2 separate regions of the Sus scrofa genome follow, and region 1 is linked to region 2. The links are chromatin contacts, called in public HiChIP or PLAC-seq maps. All regions are on one chromosome and are shown on one strand. Each heading gives the region's core, a stretch centred on a gene start, on an enhancer-like site or on the middle of the called end of the contact. The rest is flanking DNA. Distances are from core to core; before and after follow the strand shown. Region 1 has its middle 340 kb from the start of KLF6. Region 2 has its middle 180 kb from the start of AKR1E2.

What was found. HiChIP or PLAC-seq counts read pairs in DNA pulled down with a chosen protein or histone mark.
Region 1: an H3K27ac HiChIP or PLAC-seq map of skeletal muscle shows a contact between it and region 2, with 4 times the contacts expected there. The contact joins two enhancer-like sites. A contact is called at or near these places in 1 of 47 Hi-C or Micro-C datasets (embryonic fibroblasts) and 2 of 2 datasets of contacts at active chromatin or transcription factors (alveolar macrophages and skeletal muscle).

The regions. Positions count from the first base shown.
Region 1 is chr10:66,144,242-66,148,794 of Sscrofa11.1, forward strand. No RefSeq gene overlaps it. Among named protein-coding and RNA genes, the nearest start is that of KLF6, 340 kb to the right of the region's middle. Within about 2 kb of position 2,505, at least 13 of the 83 cell types and tissues checked have an H3K27ac peak or open chromatin away from gene starts, as enhancers often do. A contact at or near this core is called in skeletal muscle, where this site is marked.
Region 2 is chr10:65,866,827-65,871,277 of Sscrofa11.1, forward strand. It overlaps the pseudogene LOC110255606. Among named protein-coding and RNA genes, the nearest start is that of AKR1E2, 180 kb to the left of the region's middle. Within about 2 kb of position 2,420, at least 14 of the 83 cell types and tissues checked have an H3K27ac peak or open chromatin away from gene starts, as enhancers often do. A contact at or near this core is called in skeletal muscle, where this site is marked.

The sequences.
Region 1 (4,553 bases), core at 1,255-3,754, 280 kb after region 2:
GTCAGAGGGTAATGCATTCTTAGAAACTGATCTGCTCTAAGGGCCCCACTTTTCTTGTCCGCTCACTCTGAACGCCAGCTTTGTACCCGTAATTTTCAAGCTGGATTCTGCCGGATCCAGCACAATACAAAAGCACGTGCTGAAACTGGAGGTATTCACATGACATTGAAGGAAGACTCATTGATGTTTCCTGAACTCAGACTCCAAAATACCTTCGCCAAACCCTTTCGCCAGGCGTTTCTATACACGCAGTGGTGGCAGTGGCATGTGGCACGCGTTTGATGCTAACTTTGATCTCTTCCTGCTGAGGGAGCGACGGGGCAAGTACAGGTGTGGCTAATGGGAAGGGCTCCAGCCTCATCCAGTCTGGCTTCTCTTAGCCTTTGATTATTTTGTTTCTGTGTCATTTAAGGATCCTCACGTGCACCCCGAAGCCATCTGGTTAGATGAGAGGTTCTGGTACTCGCGGTGCAGCTTCACGAATCCGCTGTCTGCAGTGGATGGACTCAGACAAATGGAGCATCTCCGTGAGGTCCACTAGTTCCAGGTCACCCAGGGCAGGGATAAGAGGTCACCCCTTCTCCTTTAATGAGCTTCTGAAGCCACCTGTTGTCCCCTTCCCAGGAACTTTCTTCCACCAGGCTTCACGGGTGGGCTTTCACATCTGACTCTGGGGATGGAGTGGTCAGTATTATGTGTCCACCTGATCGGCCTGCAGGCGGCCCAGTCACTGGCCCAGTGTTATTTCCGGGCATGTCTGTTTCGCAGTGAGGTTGGTATCTGAGTTGGGGGACTGACTAAAGACCACCCTGCCCAGCGTGGTGGGCGGCAGCCAGTCCCGTGAGCACAAAGGCAGACCTCCTCCTCGTGCCTGGCTCCTTGCCCTGGGCTGAGGGCCTCGTCTGCCCTTGGACTGGACTTACTCCAGGGCTGCCCCGCTTCTCAAGCCCTCAGCTTTGGTCTGGAGCTGCATCACCAGCTTCCCTGAGCCTCCACCTTGTAGGCTGTAGATCAAATGTGTTCTCAGCCTCCGTAAGCACATGGGCTGATCCCTCATAATAAATCTATATTTATATTTGCCCTATGAATTCTGTTTCTCTGGGGACTGACTGATGGAGCACATTTGATATTCCTGGGAAGTCAGGAAACCACGCTAGTTTCTTGCTGCGTAAAATGGATACTTTAGAAGATTCTGGTGAACATTTGCAAACAGTAGAGCAAACGCTCTCACACCGGTTTACCTTCTCTCCCTTAAAAAAAAAATCTCTTTGATGTGATCATTAAAATTATAAGAATCCCATGAGGGGGTGTCAGCCCGCCAGAGATGGTGGCAGATATCCAGGGCATCACAGGAGGATGGGAAGGCATTCATGGATGAACCAGAGCAGGAGTTTGGGGGAGAACAGAGCCTGGAGAAGGATGCAGAAGTCCGAACAAATGTCAGCACACGCTGTCTAAAAATGCCCTCCGGAGCCAAAGGGAGTGCCATGTGGCAAGCCGGGGAGAAGGCAGTTATCCTGGCCTGGGCGTGTGCGCCCAGCACACACCCTCTTCATTTCCACAGTGTGGAGGGAGGGGGCCCCGCCACCCCCGCAGCCACCTCTGCACCCACGCCCCCTGTGAAGGTAGCTGCCCAACACCTGCTCCGCGGTCAGGGTGTGGGTCGGGAGAGGCAGCCAGAGGGTCCCCATCGCGCACCTGTGGAAGAAGTCCCTTCATCTGCCTACCGTCTGACTCCTGGTCCTTTTTTCTTAAAAAAAAAAAAAAAAAAAAAGAGTAGAAAAGCCAAGAATCCATGATTCACCAAGATGGGTAAATAGTATGGATGTTTGAGGAAAACTGCTGTATCCCAAGAGAAGGACAAGACGCACCAGTAGAAGAATGATCTGGAGAGAATGAAGCAAATACAAGGAGCAGAAAATGTAACAGAACTAATAAATCAAGATGAGGATAATGCGGTAAATATTTTATGCCTGAAACGATCGCTCTGAACATGAGCAAATAGTTTGGAAAATTACAAACACAACTGCTAAGGTTACAAACACTCAGTAGAAGTGTTTCCAACCATTATTATGCTTCAGAAATAAAGAAGGAAATCTCTCAACAAGTAGCCTAAAACAAGAAGAAATGTGATGATGAGTCAGAGTGAAATCTTTAGATATACACAGGATCAACTCAAGTTTACGAATGTGAGAACAAAACCAATGAGAGGGTTCAGATTCTCAAAGAACCAAGACAAGCCGCGTTTCCCAGAGCTGCAGCTGGGTTTGAGTATCTTCTTGGAACAGCCTGTAGGGAGCTCTGAAGATGAGCGCTCACAGCCCCTACTGGGAGAGCCAGAGTTACCCCTCAAAACCCCAATTCTGGTCACTTTCCCCCAGAGCTCCCTCAGTTCCCTGAAGCTAAGGACTACAACCTTGGCCACATTCTCCAGCCCCAGGACCGGACCCAGCTTGCCCGCCTGCGTGTCCCCTCCCCGCTCCGCTCCGAGTCACACCCAGCATCATGTGCTCTTCCCGTCACGGGGCTTTGGTCTGGGCAATGCTCCCGTTTGCTTGCCTGGCATCATCTCAGCCTTTCAGCCTTTCGCCTTCATCCATTTTTATTCTTTTAGTCCTCAGCCCTCAGTTCAAATGTCACATATTCAGAGAAGCGGAACGGTGCGTTTCTCCACTGTGGCATCTTGTCATTTTTCTTTATTTCAGTAATCGGATTTGCAATTACATATTTATTTGGTTGTTTGTTTTGGATCAATCCTTTCTTAAATACATTATAATTTTTAACTCACCCAAATTCTACCTCCACGAGGGGAGGGCTAATATAATTTACTTATCATTAGATACCTGGGAAAGAGCACGGCAAATGCCCACATAGGATCCAATACCCATCCGACGCAGGATTTTACAACTTCCAGCAGTGACCCTGAAAGCCTGACGTTATTCTCACGTGGCAGTTCAAACTGAGGCTCAGAGGTAGTTAGCATTTTATCACTGTTTAAATAACACCGCCAAAGACCTTTTGAAATCCACCTCAGATGGCTGGAAAATTTCACCTTATCTTATGCGCAGAGATGTAGCCCTGCCTGTACCTTTCTTCGAATGTGAAAACCGAGGGACAGGTGTAATCTGACATCCACTTAAGGAAGGCCCCGGGCCCCACCGCTGCCACCTGCAGAGGCCTCTCCTTTAAAGCCGTCTCCTGGGCGACGTCTGGAGGCACCAAGAAACCCCTCCTCGGGGTTAGGTCCGGAACGAAGCAGCACTGGGGAGAGAGGGCACCCCAGGGACCAGTCCTGCACTGGGAACTCTCCTGACTGTCTCTGAGCTTTGATGTCCTCTGTGACCAACCAGATAGAGTCCGGCGGGGATTCCGTGCCCTAACAGACCCGCTAACCCGGCACTGGGTAGACAGGAAACAGAGCTCCCTCGCCCAGTACGGGCTGTTTCATTCATCACCAAATCAGAAGTTTGCCACAAAGTAAAGTATTTGCATCTGTATGTATCCACATACCAATTGTAAACGTTAAAAAAGGCCATGCATGAGTAGTTTTAAAATAAACTTGGTGAATAATGATTGCCCAGAATCGAGCCCTGCCAGAACCCTTCAGAATTTTAACCTGATTTTTTAAAGTCTAGAACAAACGAATTAAGAAGTCCTGAAATACTAAAATTGGAGAGGCAAGTGTAGGTTTTCTGTACTTTCGACAATAATCGTTTCTTGGTAAAAACCTTAAGCTTTGCTCTGAATGGACAAATAACAGTGCTTTGTAATCAAATGCATTGTATTACATGCTTTCTTGAAAATGCTTTTTTAAGTCAATTTTTTCTTAAATAATATTCAAAGTTTTCTTTAAATTCTATTTTCTTTGTTAAATATTTTTACATATAACATTTTAGAAATATGTAAATATATTTAAATAGAAATTTGAAATGACTTATTTTGCTCCTATTGCCTGCCAACGACATATCACAGCACATGAAAATTCTCTCTTAGGAGTTCCTGTCGTGGCTGAGTGGTTAACGAATTGACTAGGAACCATGAGGTTGCGGGTTTGATCCCTGGCCTCCCTCAGCTGGTTAAGGATCTGGCCTTGCCGTGAGCTGTGGTGTAGGTGGCAGACGTGGCTTGGATCCTGCGTTGCTGTGAGCTGTGGGCGTAGGCTGGCGGCTACAGCTCTGATTAGACCCCTAGCCTGGGAACCTCCACATGCTGCGGGTGCGGCCCTAGAAGAAGACAAAAGACAAAAAAAAAAAAAAAAGAAAGAAAGAAAGAAAGAAAAAGAAAAAAGAAAATTCTCTCTTAAATGCAGTGCTCTTTTCTATGGAGTAAAATTGTAATCTGAGGTTAGAACAATTGCTTCTGATTTTACAATTAAAACAGATTCAATTCTATTGCTTTTTCTTTTTAATGGTTTTTATTTTTTCTATTATCCTTGGTTTACAGAGTTCTGTCCATTTCTACTGTGCAGCAAAGTGACCCACTCACACACACATATATATATATATTCTTTTTCCCACTTAAATTTGCAACCACCATGACAAAACTACGTGTAT
Region 2 (4,451 bases), core at 1,170-3,669:
TAAAGCTGCTAGGAACATGCATGGGAAGTGTTGCATGAACACACACGTCATTCTCTCTTGGGTAAATACTTAGGAGGAGAGGGGTGCTTCTTAGCTGAAACATGTTCTTTAAACATGTTGAAAACATGTCCACCTGTTTCCAAAGCAGTTGTCAGGCTCTCAGCCCTGTGTGTGTGATGTCAGGGATTCCGTATCCTCAGGCGAGTCTTTCCAGGCGCCCCAGAAGGTGTGCAGTCGTATCTGATTTGGTTTGAATGTGCATTTCCTGCTGGCTAAGGATAGTGAGCATCTTTTGTGTATCTTTTTTTTTTTTCTTTTTTAGAAGGAGGTGGAATTTACGTGTCTTATTTCGTGAAGGCTCTGTTCAATCTTTTGCCTATTTCATTTGGATCATCTTTTCCCTATTATTGAGCTGTAAGAATTTTTTTAACGCACTCTGTGTCTGGCATATGTATCGCAAATATTTTTTTTCTCATGGTGTGCACTGCCCTTTGATTTTCTTGTGTGTGATTTTCTTAATTCTTTGGAAGAAAAATGGTTTTAATTTTAATGAGTCCAACCTATCAACTGTTTTTTTTTTCTTTTAAGATTCATGGGGTGTGTGTGTGTGTGTGTGTACACCTGCCCAAGATCATAAAGAATTTATATAAATATTTTTTAACATTTTGTACTAGGTATTTTAGTTTTAGGTTTTATATTGTTGCCTAGGATCCATTTTAAGTGTGTTAGCACATGGTACGAGGAAAGGATATGGGTCTAATGAGATGATACCATTTGTTGAAATGACTTTCCACTTCTCATTGAATTGTCTGGTCTCTGTCATTTGCTGTACATGTGAAGGTCAATTTCTAAACCTCAAGCTCTGAACTAAAGGCACGCTCTTGCCTCTCAGGGAATGCTTGAGACTGTCTGGACATTTTTGGTTGCCACAGCTCAAGGATGCTACTGGCATCTAGAGGCTGGAGGCATCTAGAGGCTGGAGGCAGGGGTGTCACAGACCACTTTGCACTTTGTGACAGTCCCCGTGACAGAGTGTTATCTGTCCCCAAGGAGCAATGCAGCCAAAGTCGGAAAACGATTTTCCAGGCTCACAAAAGAAGAAGATCTTAAGTTCCATGGATCTATTCTTTCACCAAAATGGCCATATAGTCTTGTTTACTTTGGGTTTGGAATAACTCCTAAAATCGTGTGGGGTGAATCCCCTGCCTTTGTTCTGTTTCTAAAACATCACTTTGGCTGGTCGAGCGTTGTATTTCAGTATAAATTTCCGATACACCCTGTCAAGTATCATGTTTTGGGGGAATCAACCTCTGGAATATTGAGGCTTCACATCCAGGAACTGGATATACGTTCGGCTTTCTTTAATTTCCCTCGGCGATTTATTTTATACCTTTCAGGGTACAGTTCTTGCACATTACTTGGTAGATTTATTCTCAGGTATTTGGGGCTCCTTGCCCTATTTTCTGCAAAAATCTTGACTAAATTGTTAAAGTTATAGATGACCATTAAGGATGGCTGGTCCATAGATGCCGGGGGTGGGGGGGTTAGTAGAAGATGTGCTGCACTGATTTCTGGTAACTAACTTGCTTTCTGTGAATTTTTAATTTCCAATTCCAGGTTCTCAGCTCCCGGAGAAAGGCTCTTTCTTGCTGCATTTTGTCCCATTGATGTTTTTCTAGCTGTTTTCCAGGTGCAGTTTGTTCTTTCAGCTGTTTGATTGCCTACAGCTTCTTTTTTCAGGTTCTGGGTCTGTTTGTGGGTCTCGGGGTCTCCAGAAGGTGACTGGGAGGCAAGGCAGTTTTTGGTGGTGACTCCATGGGGCAGGAGTGGGGCCAAATCTGTCACTCTTGTCACCTCTTACTCTGAAGTCAGTCCATGTGTCCTTTAATTTTTAAGGTTTTTTTTTTTTTTTTTTTTTTTTTTTTTTTTTTTTTTTTTTTTTGCTGGTGGTTTTTCATTTCCAGGTGCAAATTTCTTCCTCTGAGTGGTTCTTCCTCATGCTGTTTGGAATCAATGATTGTTTTATTTCTTAAACCTGGACATCTGTAATCTGTTCTAAGTTTATATCCTTAGAACAACTGCTCAGTAAGTTATTGTCTTTGCTGGAAATATTCCATCCAAAAATAGCTGCCAAGAAACCTGCCATACTTCTGCTTTTGAAGGTACATCATACATGTGCAAGATAGAGCCGGCTTAATGCCAAATCTCATATCCAATGTTAAAATGTAACTGGAGAGGACAGGTGGCTGTTGAAATGTTCTCACCCTTGGGGCACCAAGGAAAGTATTTAGAGTCAGAGGCAACAGGTTTAGGAATAAGTTTGTAGTTTGCAGCATCCCAGGATTCCTTGGCCTGCTCAGATTTCCAAGTTCAGATACTACCATTATGTGTCCAGGAGGGCCTCACAGGCTGCGTTAGGACAGCCAGTTCCAAGGTCAAACACAGAGTCACATTTGGCAGGCATGGCACCGTAAACAGGGCAGCCCTCTGTGGCTCTGGAATTCCAAGCTGCATCGCAAATGTGTAATTGCACTCCAGCACTTTCTCCATTTGCAGCAATGCAGTCCAGGGCTTTCCCCACAATAGGAAGCTCTTGCCGTGTCCATCTCTCTCGGGGCTGTTATAACACAGCAGCTGCTTTTATAGCCCCTGGCACTGTCTTCTTATCAACCGTGAGGAAACTGTGTTGACGAAAGCTGCACGAGGCCCACCCAAGCTGAGGCATTGAGCTAATCTGCACAATGAAGCTCTGCCCTTACCCCCTGGTAGGTGGGGCACCATCTGTGTGGTTAAGGTCTAGGTGATAACACAAAATAATTGTTTGCAAACTCAACCTATTTGCAAGAGCATTGAAAGGGTTGTTTTTGAAGAGGGGAACTTCATTGTTAACAGTTCTGGCACAACTAGTTTCATCTTCTGACCAGGAGAGCTGCCAATTTTGCATTTTGGGTTCTGAAGACAGACTTCAAATAAGCCCTGGTCTTCGCCTGACAGAGTTGGAGCTTATTTATTGTATATTTTGGTTGTCTTTCGGATGGTTCCTCCAAGGTAGTTTGACAAAAATCGATTTTATTTATTCTTTATTATTTTTATTTATTTTGAATTAAATTTAAAAAAATTATTTTCGGGAGTTCCCGTCATGGCGCAGTGGTTAACGAATCCAACTAGGAACCATGAGGTTGCGGGTTCGGTCCCTGCCCTTGCTCAGTGGGTTAACAATCCGGCGTTGCCGTGAGCTGTGGTGTAGGTTGCAGACGCGGCTCGGATCCCGCGTTGCTGTGGCTCTGGCGTAGGTCGGTGGCTACAGCTCCGATTCGACCCCCAGCCTGGGAACCTCCATATGCCGCAGAAGTGGCCCAAAGAAATAGCAAAAAGACAAAAAAAAAAAAAAAATTATTTTCATTTTGAAATGACCAGCCTCACACTCAGTCGTGAGACATAATAAAAAGAGAACCTGGGCTCCGTGTACCATTCCCCTCCCAGCGTGATAACCTAAGGGTGAACTTAGAGCAAAATATCAGCGTGAGGGTGTCTCCACTGATGCGGTCGAGCAGCAGGCTGTCTCCACCCCACCACTTCCTGCCTCTCCCCCCGTGGGTTCTACTTCTATACTTTTGCCATTTCAACAGTGTTGTATAAGTGGGATCGTATAGAATATAACTTGGGGGGTGGCTTTTTTCCTCATTCAGCATAATTTAAACAAAGATTGGTCCACCGTGTCACACCTAGCAGTCCTGTTTTTTAATTGACCGTCTTCTATGGTACGCATGTGCCATAGTTTCACCCCTCACGCATCGAAGGCTATCTGCTTTGCTTCCATTTTTTGGCTATTATGAGTAAAGTGTCTGTAAATATTTGTGCAGATGCTCTTGTGTGAACCTACGTTTTCGTTTCTCTGCCATCAGTGTCTAGCGGTGCAATAGCAAGTTTTCATGGTAGGCACATACGTATTTTTTTAAGACCCTATCGAACTGTTTCCAGAATGTTTGTACCATTGCACTTGCTGTTGATCGTGTTGCTATGGAAATAGGAGGGAGAGTTTCTGGCACCTTAATGACTGCGGTTTCCTTCGTGAGGTTGGGAGGTCCAAATGGAGACACAGGTTTGGTGAGATTAAAATCACGGTTTTGGAAACAGACTCACAGACATAGAGAAGAGACTTGCGGTTGCCATGGGGAAGGGTGGTGGGAGAAGGATATTTTCGGAGTTTGGGGCTGGCAGATGCCAACTATTATCTATAGGATGGATAAATACAAGGTCCTACTGTGAGACGCAGGGAACTATAGTCAATAGCCTGTGATAAACTATAATGGAGAGGAACATGAAAAAGAATATATATACATATATACGTGTATAACCGAATCACTTTGCTATGTACCAGAAATTTTTTAAAATTTAATTTATTTTTTTATTTTTGTCTTTTTAGGGCCACACCCGCAGCATATGGAGGG